2 separate regions of the Mus musculus genome follow, and region 1 is linked to region 2. Evidence: chromatin contacts called from public Hi-C data. All regions are on one chromosome and are shown on one strand. Each heading gives the region's core, a stretch centred on a gene start, on an enhancer-like site or on the middle of the called end of the contact. The rest is flanking DNA. Distances are from core to core; before and after follow the strand shown. Region 1 has its middle 100 kb from the start of Tril. Region 2 overlaps Creb5 (cAMP responsive element binding protein 5).

Evidence for each region. Hi-C and Micro-C count contacts between places; a contact is called where the count stands out from the background.
Region 1: a Hi-C map of bone marrow-derived macrophages shows a contact between it and region 2, with 26 read pairs. The contact joins two enhancer-like sites. A contact is called at or near these places in 1 of 39 promoter capture datasets (embryonic stem cells), 7 of 15 datasets of contacts at CTCF or cohesin (CD8 T cells, embryonic stem cells, large pre-B cells and 2 more), 56 of 484 Hi-C or Micro-C datasets (the AML12 cell line, B cells, the C10 cell line and 18 more), 10 of 115 datasets of contacts at active chromatin or transcription factors (CD8 T cells, bone marrow-derived dendritic cells, embryonic stem cells and 2 more) and 1 of 9 other capture datasets (embryonic stem cells).

The regions. Positions count from the first base shown.
Region 1 is chr6:53,718,579-53,723,797 of GRCm38.p6, forward strand. No RefSeq gene overlaps it. Among named protein-coding and RNA genes, the nearest start is that of Tril, 100 kb to the right of the region's middle. Within about 2 kb of position 3,238, at least 13 of the 459 cell types and tissues checked have an H3K27ac peak or open chromatin away from gene starts, as enhancers often do. A contact at or near this core is called in bone marrow-derived macrophages, where this site is marked.
Region 2 is chr6:53,506,083-53,511,184 of GRCm38.p6, forward strand. The region is part of intron 5 of Creb5 (cAMP responsive element binding protein 5); the gene reads left to right. Among named protein-coding and RNA genes, the nearest start is that of Gm38814, 15 kb to the left of the region's middle. Within about 2 kb of position 3,194, at least 6 of the 459 cell types and tissues checked have an H3K27ac peak or open chromatin away from gene starts, as enhancers often do. A contact at or near this core is called in bone marrow-derived macrophages, where this site is marked.

The DNA of each region.
Region 1 (5,219 bases), core at 1,988-4,487, 210 kb after region 2:
CCATTTGCAGAGGTGATAGTTTTGCAAGGAAAGAGCCTCGGGAAGCTCCAGAGGGTCAGACGCCCTGCACAGGTTCCTCATTAGCTAACGGCAGTGAGTTCAACAACTGAGAACAAGTGTGTGGCTCCACATTGCTCTTTAACCGCTTTCAGTTTTCCATAGGTGAAGAGAGATCAAAGAGTAAGCCATAGGTTATACGCCTTCACAGACCCTATCTCACCATCAAGGAAGCAACTAAACAGTCTCTTACAGCTGCCATACATAGTCGTCATCTTCCAGATCTTTGTGAATAAGGGGTTAGAGGAGGCGAGCATGCAACATTCCAGAACACCTGCTTCATCATGCTTCTAATGTGGCAGCAGGCACATACACAAAGCGACGGGGCGGCATGGTGACATTGTCTTGCGTGTATGTAGTAGACTTTGTGCCCTCTCTCCACTTGCTGCTGTTTGGATTCCTTTTCCCATGGCACACAGTTCCACAGGAAGCCTTGGCCAATAGGATTTAATCAACGCAGAACGACAAGAGGATTGTACTTAAGCATCACTCATTCTTAAGAGTGGATTAAAATCAAGTATTAGAAGAATCCAGACTCGGACCTCAGTGTCCATGCACAAGGCTTTCCCCTGTGGCCTGTGAAATCAGAACTCAGAAATCAGCAGTGAGGGACAGAGCTTGCGAGGGTGACTTATGGTAGGTATCGAAGCAGCTACCACCATCACTCCAGATTGGGTCAGGCCATCGAGCCTTGGTGTCCTTCTGGATATCTAGCTCATAACGGGGTAAAGAAGAGATGAATCCCCTTAAGGCTGCATCTTATTCTCACTTTTGCTATTAACTAATGTTTTGCAAAGTGGTAGGAAAATGTCAGAAGATGATTAATTCGAAAATTTCTGAGAATTGGAAATCTGTCCACCTCCCCTTCCTTATTTTTTTCCTTCCACTTATTTATTTCTTACATTTTGATAAAATATAGCATTAATTGCCATCTTCTCAAAATATTTCAGCAGAGCAAAAAACCTTCCCCACCCCCATCGGATTCTTGGTTTGAGTGAGGACGAAGGACAGGGAAGAGACGAAGCTTGCTTCTGCTAGGCTCTCACGGAGCTTGAGGGTTCTCCGTGTGAGAGAGCATTCCTAGACTCTATTTTCCACACCTAATAATTCACCCTCCCAGGCCCCCATGCATGTGTTTATCAAGGTTGGTACCTTCACCCCCCCCCCCAATTATGTAAAATTCTTCACTGCCTTTACTTCCTCTGAAACAGACCAGCTCTTTCATTAAGAATATTTATGGGAAATAATGTATTTGTGGAGTTGAAGGCCAAGTCAGTTGTCTGGATGCAAATGTGCAGTTGGAGGGTTTATCAACAACACTCACTAATGGAAAGTACTAATCAAAACTTTTCTACAGCAGTAAATTTTTATATTTTAACCACTGGATTCCAATTAAATGTATTCAATATAGCAAGCTTTGATTAAGCAAATTTAAAAAGAGATTATGTATACACCCCTGTGAAAAACAAGGCAGGCTAGGTATGCAGACACTTGTATATTCTTAATAGAAGTCTTTACCTGAAGATAAAAACCCAATAAATTGTGGCCCATAATGTGCCTTGGACCGTGTTGATTTACCTGTATTACAGAGTCAGCAGAAATCAGTCTTACCAGGTACACACCACACTTATATATTCCGTGCGTATAAAATGCATATAAAAGATCCTTTTTTCTTTTTATAAAGAATTACTGAATTTCATTAGGGCAAGTTTTGCTCTAAAAAAAAAAAAAAAGTTTCTTTGTGGACTGTGGAACACACTGATTGCAAATAAATGAGAGCCTGTGCCCGTGCCTGTAAAGGGAGGAAAAACGCTTAGTGTGGAAAAAACACCATAAATACAAGATTTGCCCATATCCTACCATACAGTTAGTAAGATCTTTAAAAGCTTCTCCCTGCTTTCACTGGTATATAAATATTTTTCTAAATGACTCAAAAAAGATATTATGTTATTTAATTGAGTCTGCTAGGAGAGGTCTGGGGACAGACGAATGAAAATCATTTGGGATTTTTTTTTCTTTAAAAAAAGTCATTTTCCTCATCTTGAGGATTTAAACACAACATCTCTGCACATTTCCAATAAAAATGTCACAAACTTTTCATATGTGGGACCCCCTCTCCGTGTTTGAGTTCTAGGATTAGTTGCAGCCTTAGAAAAATATTTAATTCTCTTTATTCTGTGACAAGGCGTAATGAATCCAGGCTGAGTGTCTTAAGGAAACTCAAGAAACCTCTTGACAGCAAGACGGCTCCCAGACCCCCGTTCCTGTCATGGTTTTCCAAACCCACACATGAGCTGGACCCACATCTGAAGAGAAGAGAAGGACGGGGCTTCCTTCCCTGACCTTTGCTGTATTTAAGTATGAATTGTGTTTATTGCTCAGTCTCTCTGAGTGTCTAAATGCCCCTTTTGGGCACAATTTAGACTTCTCAGAGTGCATATAATAAATGCAGAGACGCTCATTACTTCTGTCTCTTATACCCCATCTTGCTCACTGCCCACCTTTGGGGGATGTAAAAAAAAGCCATACCAGCCTTCTTCTGTCCTTGCTTTAAAATAATGTCACTATGTGAAAATCTTGATAGAAGTCCTGTAGTGGCTTTTCTTTCCTTGAAAACCCATAATGCCTTTAAAGGTGTTCCATCAGACACTGCACGTTTAAAGAGAAGTGAGAGGCACGTGATATTATGAATCCTTTTAAATCTCAAAATTCAGGGGGACAAATAAAAACGATTTGTTTCTTGTCTTGGGATCCTAATTTTATAGATGGAAGAGGCTGCTATTGAGACGACTATTTTGTAGAGGAGAGTGGCAGACCTTTCCAGAATTTGGAAAGGGAAGCCTGGACCAATGGGGCTGTTTCCCAGGTGACTGTTGACGCTAGTTCTGCGTTCCATTCCTGTTTCAATATACTTTTCCAAACCTCGGGACAGTGGGAGAACCGATCCAGGCTCAGAGGAGGTTGGTGAGTGTCTCCAGATATCCTCTTGGGCAGCCTGCCTTGGGACCATCTCCCAGCCACCAGCCTCTCCCCGGCAGAGGAAAGTGTGTGCACCAGCCATTCTCTGACTGCAGTCACTGAAGCCTTTAGGTTAAAGAGACAGCCTGTGTAAGTGTCCTAGGGTAGGGAAATCACTGCCTGAAGGTCACCTGTTGGGTACCTCCTAAGGTCGTTTCCTCAATTCGGGCGCCCTCTGGCGACGCCATGGGAAACTGCACCCCTTGTAAGGTGCGTGCAGGGACAGAAGGGATGCTGTCTGTTGAGTTTGACCCTGCAGGACCGACTAACTGGGCTCTGTTCTTACCTGAGTGTTTCAACATCGCAAAGCCTCAGGCCACAATCTACCCCAATAGTCTTAGATGATACTGCACCTCCAACTCCAAACAGAACCTGGCAGTTTCCTGCCTTCTAGTACTGACCTGCTCCCCTGCCTCGCCCCCTCCCCACACCTGCAGACCACCACATGATCTACCTATTCTTTTGTTTATATTTACCCCTGGTACATCTTTTGATGTATCAATAGAACAAGCTAAAGTCCCCTTGGCCCATCAGACTCTAAAGAGGTTACTTGTGAAGCCACTTGCGGATGCTATTGAAGTCACTATCATCTGCATTTAAGTAACGGCGATTACACTGGATCATGTGAGTGGGCCTATATCAACTGGAAGACTGGTCGAAGCAGGCTTGAGGCTTCCAGAGAGGACAGAGACAAGATCTCCATAGGTGGGCACTAGCTTCAACTTCCCGAGTCTCTCTGCCTCCCATCTTCCTTCCTGAGGTTGCACAATGAAGTTCAGCACTGCTCATGCAGTTTAGGCATAGGGCAAGTCCATTTCTCCTAGCGTGCCTCTTCCTATAGTTATGGTTGAACATTACCTGACAAAACTCACTCAGCAGACATCAGGAGCAGCATGAAGGGAATCCAGAGTACCAGCAGAGTACCAGACAACTGTTCTGATTGTCTGTTGGTGCCGCCAAGGGCCAGATGACTGGATTGTTCATTTATCTGGGATTCAGTAATCCCAGCTGGGTAGAGACAAGAAATTGGGCACTGAGTGGAAGAGGAGAGGGCAGGAGTGAACACATAGAGCTCTATAGGGCAACAGGGTAGTTTTCAAACCTGGGCCAGAAGCCATCTTTAATTGATGGTTTGTTGTGTGTGCTGGTGGCATGCGTGGAGCTATGCAAGGATACAGTAAGAGGAGGTGCCTGTGGAGGCAGCAGACAGCAGCCTGCCCTGAGGGCCTTCAGTCTATCATCACTGGAGATAGAATGTTTGTTTACCCCACGGTCAAGCTTTCTGAGTCATCTGCCCACACAGTGCATTTTCTTTGCACTCACTGTTTCTATGTATGGCAAAGGGATGACACTTGCCGATAACGGATCAGAGCTGTAGAAAGTTGGCAACAGCAAAGCAAGCCAGAATGGGGTGGGGGGGGGGGGAAGGAGCCTCCTTTGTGAGTAGCAAGACCACTGGTTCTAGGCCAACCTGGGAGTCAAGTATAAGACCTCATCCCATCTCTCACATCACCTCCTTGTGTCCGTGACTTACCGCACCAAAGACACCAACAGCAATAAAAGAGCATTCCAATTGACACACGTGTCACGAGTCCCTGTCTTGCCTCACTCTGTAGCCAGTCCCTAAATCTGTTTTGCTGTCACCATGGTATGCAAATGGATTGTTCCTAATGCTCCCTTCCACGGGAATCCAGTTGAGTTCTCCATGGAGTTCTTACTTGATCTCCACATCTTCCTTTGGGCTCTTTCCCAGTTTCTCCTCAGCCCTTTGGAAATGACTCTCTCTATTGTACGTTCCATGATTTTGAAGGAGGCTTCTCAACTACCCATCCTCCTGCCCCAATGTGTCATGCTTCTTGGGAGATGAGCAGTCTCTGATAACTCCTGTTCCCTTGTGGGTTGTGAGGACAGTTTTCCTGAACCAGCCATTTTCTTGAGTAGACATTTGTACAGAAGGGAAACATATCACCATCATGAAAAAATCACCAGAAGAACTCAGCATCCTCTTTCCCTTGATGCCAACCTGGTGCCTGCCCAGAAGGCTATTGCTGGATTAATGATACCAGAGACTGGTCCTCCTCAGGACCTATTCCAGAAACCGATCTCCACAGAACCTTTGCCAAGAATAGCAGAGGCTCCAGGCT
Region 2 (5,102 bases), core at 1,944-4,443:
ATAAATTCTGCCTGGCCCCACTCCACTTCATTGATGTGTCTAGCAGTACTTCAAGGGAATTCTATCACTAAGGAAATGGCTATAGAGTCCACCTTCTCCATGAGGCCATGCCTGCTGAAAGCCATACCTCAGCATCCCCAGTTGCAACACATGGAGCTGGTGTATAATGAGGAACCACCTTTATCTCCAGAGTGGATTCTCTCATCTTATAAAGGAGCTCAGAAGAAGACGCTTTTGAGATAAATGCCAATCTGGCCTTAGCATACATTCAGTAAATGTCTACATCCATTTTCCTTCCACACCTGGCCAAAGCTCCTCCCATTTTAACTTTCCAATTAGCATCAGTAACTCTCTTTGCTTAAGGGGACAACTTCGGCAAATTCCAGAATTTCATGATAAGCCAACTCAGCTTTGGAGTACGACTTCCACCATGCAAGTGCTGTTTCAGGAGAGAATGTAATGAAGAAAGGGAAGGTCTGTGGTCCAGCTGGCACTGAAGAACACGGCAATGTTTGTTGGCACTGACATTTCATAAGCCCACAAGAAGTCCCCAAAAGATTTTCACCTTAAAGCCCAGGCCCAAATTTGGAAAGGAATTCTAATCCAAAAAGTTGTGTTAAATTTCTACTCCCAAAATCATTCAGGATGATGTAGACATTTCCATGTGCCTAATATGGGTAGCATTTCCCATGGGCCCTCAGAACTGAATGGCTTTCAAATTGTGCAGCGAGTCCAGGGTACTCTTTAATGATACCCAGCTAAGAATCAGTCACAAGGGACAAGTGAATCTTGGCTGGTCTTGGGGACTCAGAGGGTCACGGAGAATCCCATGTCTCTGGTTGAATAATGTTTACCAGCTAAAGTCGTTTGCAAAAAATATAATTGGCATGTAGAGTTGTTGAAAACTACTGAGAGCCAGAAAGTTGGGGTTATGATAGCTATGTAGAAGGGAAAGCATTTACAGTATTCCTTTGACCAAAAATAGATTTTAAACACTATACAACCACAATGGAATGTGTCCATTTGTTCCTAGATGGGTTGTCTCTCATTCTCGTGTTTAGGTCATAGTTATTTGTAGATTCTCATGTGACAAGGTCTTCACAGACTAAATTCAGTAGTGTCACCTTCTGAACAAAGCAATCCCACACACTGTGGTTTTCTCCTGTCCAATTTGACTTGTTTTGTTTCATGCTGCCTGTATCTCTAGCCTCTGGTCCAAGGTCAGCAGATTGAATTCAACTTCATTCATTTAAAAGACTGATAAATTCATGCCAGCACATGATCTCACCCCCTTGAGTAACACAATGTGTCTACGCTGGACTGTGAAGTCAACCTCTAGATTTGAGTGTTCTATGTGACCCTGGAACCACACCTGGGCAGCAGAGTGGTGTCATCATACCACATGTGCATTCCAATGTGTGAGTTTGTGTTTTAAGGCCAAGATGTCTCCTGAGATGAAAAGAAACACAACTGACTGAGTTATTGATTTAATTCAAGAAGATCCTATAATCCAAATAAAATAGGTCCCCAAGTCCCAGGGTGGAATTTCCTAATACTTACAACCAGTTTGTTAGCCAATAGATGGTTAGGAAATCTCAAGTGGGTTTGAATTGTACTAAGACCAAAAAGATCTTATTACCATAGTGGAGATGGTCATCAAGTAACACTGAAATGAAGTCATAGTTCTGGTAGAGCATTGCTTCCGAGTGTACCAGGTTTGAGATCCTTGTGCAGGCAACAGCTGACATGTTTGTAAATGAAGATCACATGAGAGAAGGGGGCAAATTCTTCTTTACAAAATGCTTTCTTGTGTCTCTTCCTCCTCCTCCTCCTTTCCCCCATCTCTCCATCTTCAGTCATTTATGCCCTTTAAAATATTCATTCTATCAGCCATGCAAGGAAACTTTGTCAACATCTAGCCACCAGACTTGACCTCTAAGGCAAGTATTTACAAGGCTATGAAGGCACACGCTAGAAATGCAATGAAATCCAAAGTCCTAGAAAAGAGCAAAGAGGAAATTGCACCATGCTCTAACTGCCAGGGAGAAAAGAACAGTAGTGACATTCCTAACAGTCTTATTAGGAGTCCTGGGTACCTCACGTGTGCGGCACTGCTTCATCCTCTCCTCAGCCTCTTGAAGCAGGGTCTGCACTTATTTCCATTTTATAGGAGAAGAAGCTAAGAGCGAGTGATGTTAAATGATGTTTTTGTGTTCACACAAAGCCATCCTAAGTCACTGTCTAATACCTATTTAAAAAAGAAGTTATTTACTTTTTTTTTATCAGAAATAAAATGTAGGGAATGAGATGGGGCTCTAGGGTCAATGCACAGCACTACAAAAAGGTATATATGTTTAAGGTACATATGTTTAAGGTACATATGTTTAAGGTATATATCTTTAAGGTATATATCTTTAAGGTATATATGCCTTAATACACAAGCTTGCCATGGAAATGCACATGTGGTATGATAGCACCCTCTGCCATCCAGGTGTGGTTTCAGGGTTACACAGAACACTCAAATCTAGAGATTGACTTCACAGACTATATATATATATATATATATATATATATATATATATATATATATATATATATATTTATATTTATATATTCTTAGTTAGGGTTATCATTACTGTGATGAAACACGATGACCAAAAGCAAGATGGGGAAGAAAGGGTTTATGAACTAGCAGGCAGAACTGATACAGAGGCCATGAAGGAGTGCTGCTTACTGGCTTGCTCATCTTGCTCTCTTATAAAATCCATCAGTCTGAGGGTGGCACCACACACCATGGGCTGGGTCCTCCCACGTCAATCACTATTTAAAATGCCTAACAGGTAGCCTACAGCCATATCTTATGGAGGCATTGTCTTTGTTGAGGTTCCTTCCTCTCTGATAACTCTAGGTTGTGTCAAGTTGACAAAAGCTGAACTAACCAACCAATAATAAAATTACCACACAGTACAGAATATGCACACAGAGACCATAGATGTGCACACATATAATCTCATGACAAACTTCTTTTTATCAAAGGATTTGACCATGTGATCGACTCTGGACATAGTCCAATATTTTTAGCCAGAGTTATAATAAGATTCCTTTTAGAAATAAGACTCACAGACCAAACCCTGTACCATCTATCTGAAAGGCCACTTTTCCCTTTGTGAGGGTTAAGTGGTTGCCCCAGTCCAAAGTGCAGTCCACATTCTATAAATGGCTATTACTCCTCTGTCTGACTCACTGTATGCATTACAGCAAAGTCACTTACAGATCAACTTATTTTTAGAATCTTAAAGAAACAGATTCTATGGAGTGTTTGTTTCTGAGCAGAGACTAATGCCAGTGAGAACACATCTAGAGAAGTTACTTTGCTTTCATTGGTTTCCCTTGCCACCGGCTCTGTTATAGAGAAGTCTCTGCAGGTTAAAGTTCATAAATTACCTAATAGCAGGTCGACAAAACTCTATGTCAGCACCTTTGTTGTTATGGGCTTATAAGAGGACTTTTGAATTTGAATTAAATAATGTATCAGAAATGTATGAAGAGTCAATATTCATAACGAGACTAAAGATTATGTTACTAGAATCTACCTTACAACTTTGTAAGACTGGGACCAAGGGCGATGGCTCAGCGGGTAAGAGGGTTCACTGTGCAAGCCTGATAACCCAAGCTTGTGTCCCAGAGCCCATGTAAAGACCAAGATGTACTGGCATGCCTCTGTGGTCCCAGCGTTCCCAAGGTGAGAGAGGAGATGGAGACAAACGAATCACCCAGAAGCATGAAGGCCAACAGCCTTGGACCAGCTCCTTAAAACTGTCCCATGACCTCCACAAGGACAATCTAGCATGCATGCACTCTCTCTCTCTCTCTCTCTCTCTCTCTCTCTCTCTCTCTCTCTCTCTCTCACACACACACACACACACACACACACACACTTGTGCCCACTCCCACCCCAACAACCACACATATGTTTAAAAAAGTATATCTCCAAGATGAGAACATTGGGAATACCAGCACCATAAGAGTGACAGAGATGATGGTGACAGCAAGGCCAATTATGAGAGATGACGGTGACAATGGTGGCAGCGAGGCCAGTCATCACAATGAGACGCGATCCTGGATGCGACATGCTGCCCTCTGCAGGCATTTAATCCACATCATTTAGGTTTACACTCGCACAAAGAAAAATGTGAATGTAAATGCAAAGGAATGCTTAGGCCAGTTGAATAAGCGAAGGAATATATTCTCCATTCTAGTCAGGGAATTCTTAAGTCCAAGGAGAACTGCATTTAGTAACTCATTTTAATTTTATTTTCTGAAAGAAAAGAAAAAGAAAAAAAGGAAGGACCTGGCTAGGTATAGTGGAGGAGAAGGTTTATTGTAGATAAAAGGGAGAGTTTGGGATGAACTTGACCCTGAGCCAAGCCCTGTCAGGAGAGGGGGAGGGGAGAAGGAAGAGGAGCCACTGACCAAGAGACCAGGAAGATAAAGGGTAGACTAAAAATGTGCCAGAAAACCAAAAGGGCTGGATAATATAGGGAAGGGCAGTTGGGGGAAGGGCAGTCCAGCCCCTGGGCTGGAGAAGTTTAGGGTAAGGGACAGGTCATGCCAGCCATACCCCTGTTACAGGTAGGGACTGAGGAATAGTGGGAGAACCTGGCAGCCTTAATACACTTTGATATGTTCAATAGGCACTTCAGTAAGCCATTTGTCCCGGGTTTGAGACCTAACATTTCCAAGTTTTGAAAGTGTCTGTTTGGGATGGAAATCAGACACAGGCAAGAAAAACTGAAAATCTGTGAACTAGCTTTCTGTTTAAGCCTTGGAAAGCCAGTGTTTACTTGGCTGGGCAACTATCTATTGGGATTTGATAGCAGATATTTAATGAATGATTAATAAATGATGAGTTTCATAGCTTGAAATGGTTGAGTTCAATATCTTTTTAAAACCAACATTTTTGCATAAGAAACTAACAGGCTTTGTGGAAAATGAGGATCCTGTGTGTGTCCTTTGACTCACCACTTCAGTCTTACCCCAGTTGACATTCCAGTTATTTTAGGGTTGAAATCAGGCATTTTTCTTAATCTGCTTTTTGTGCT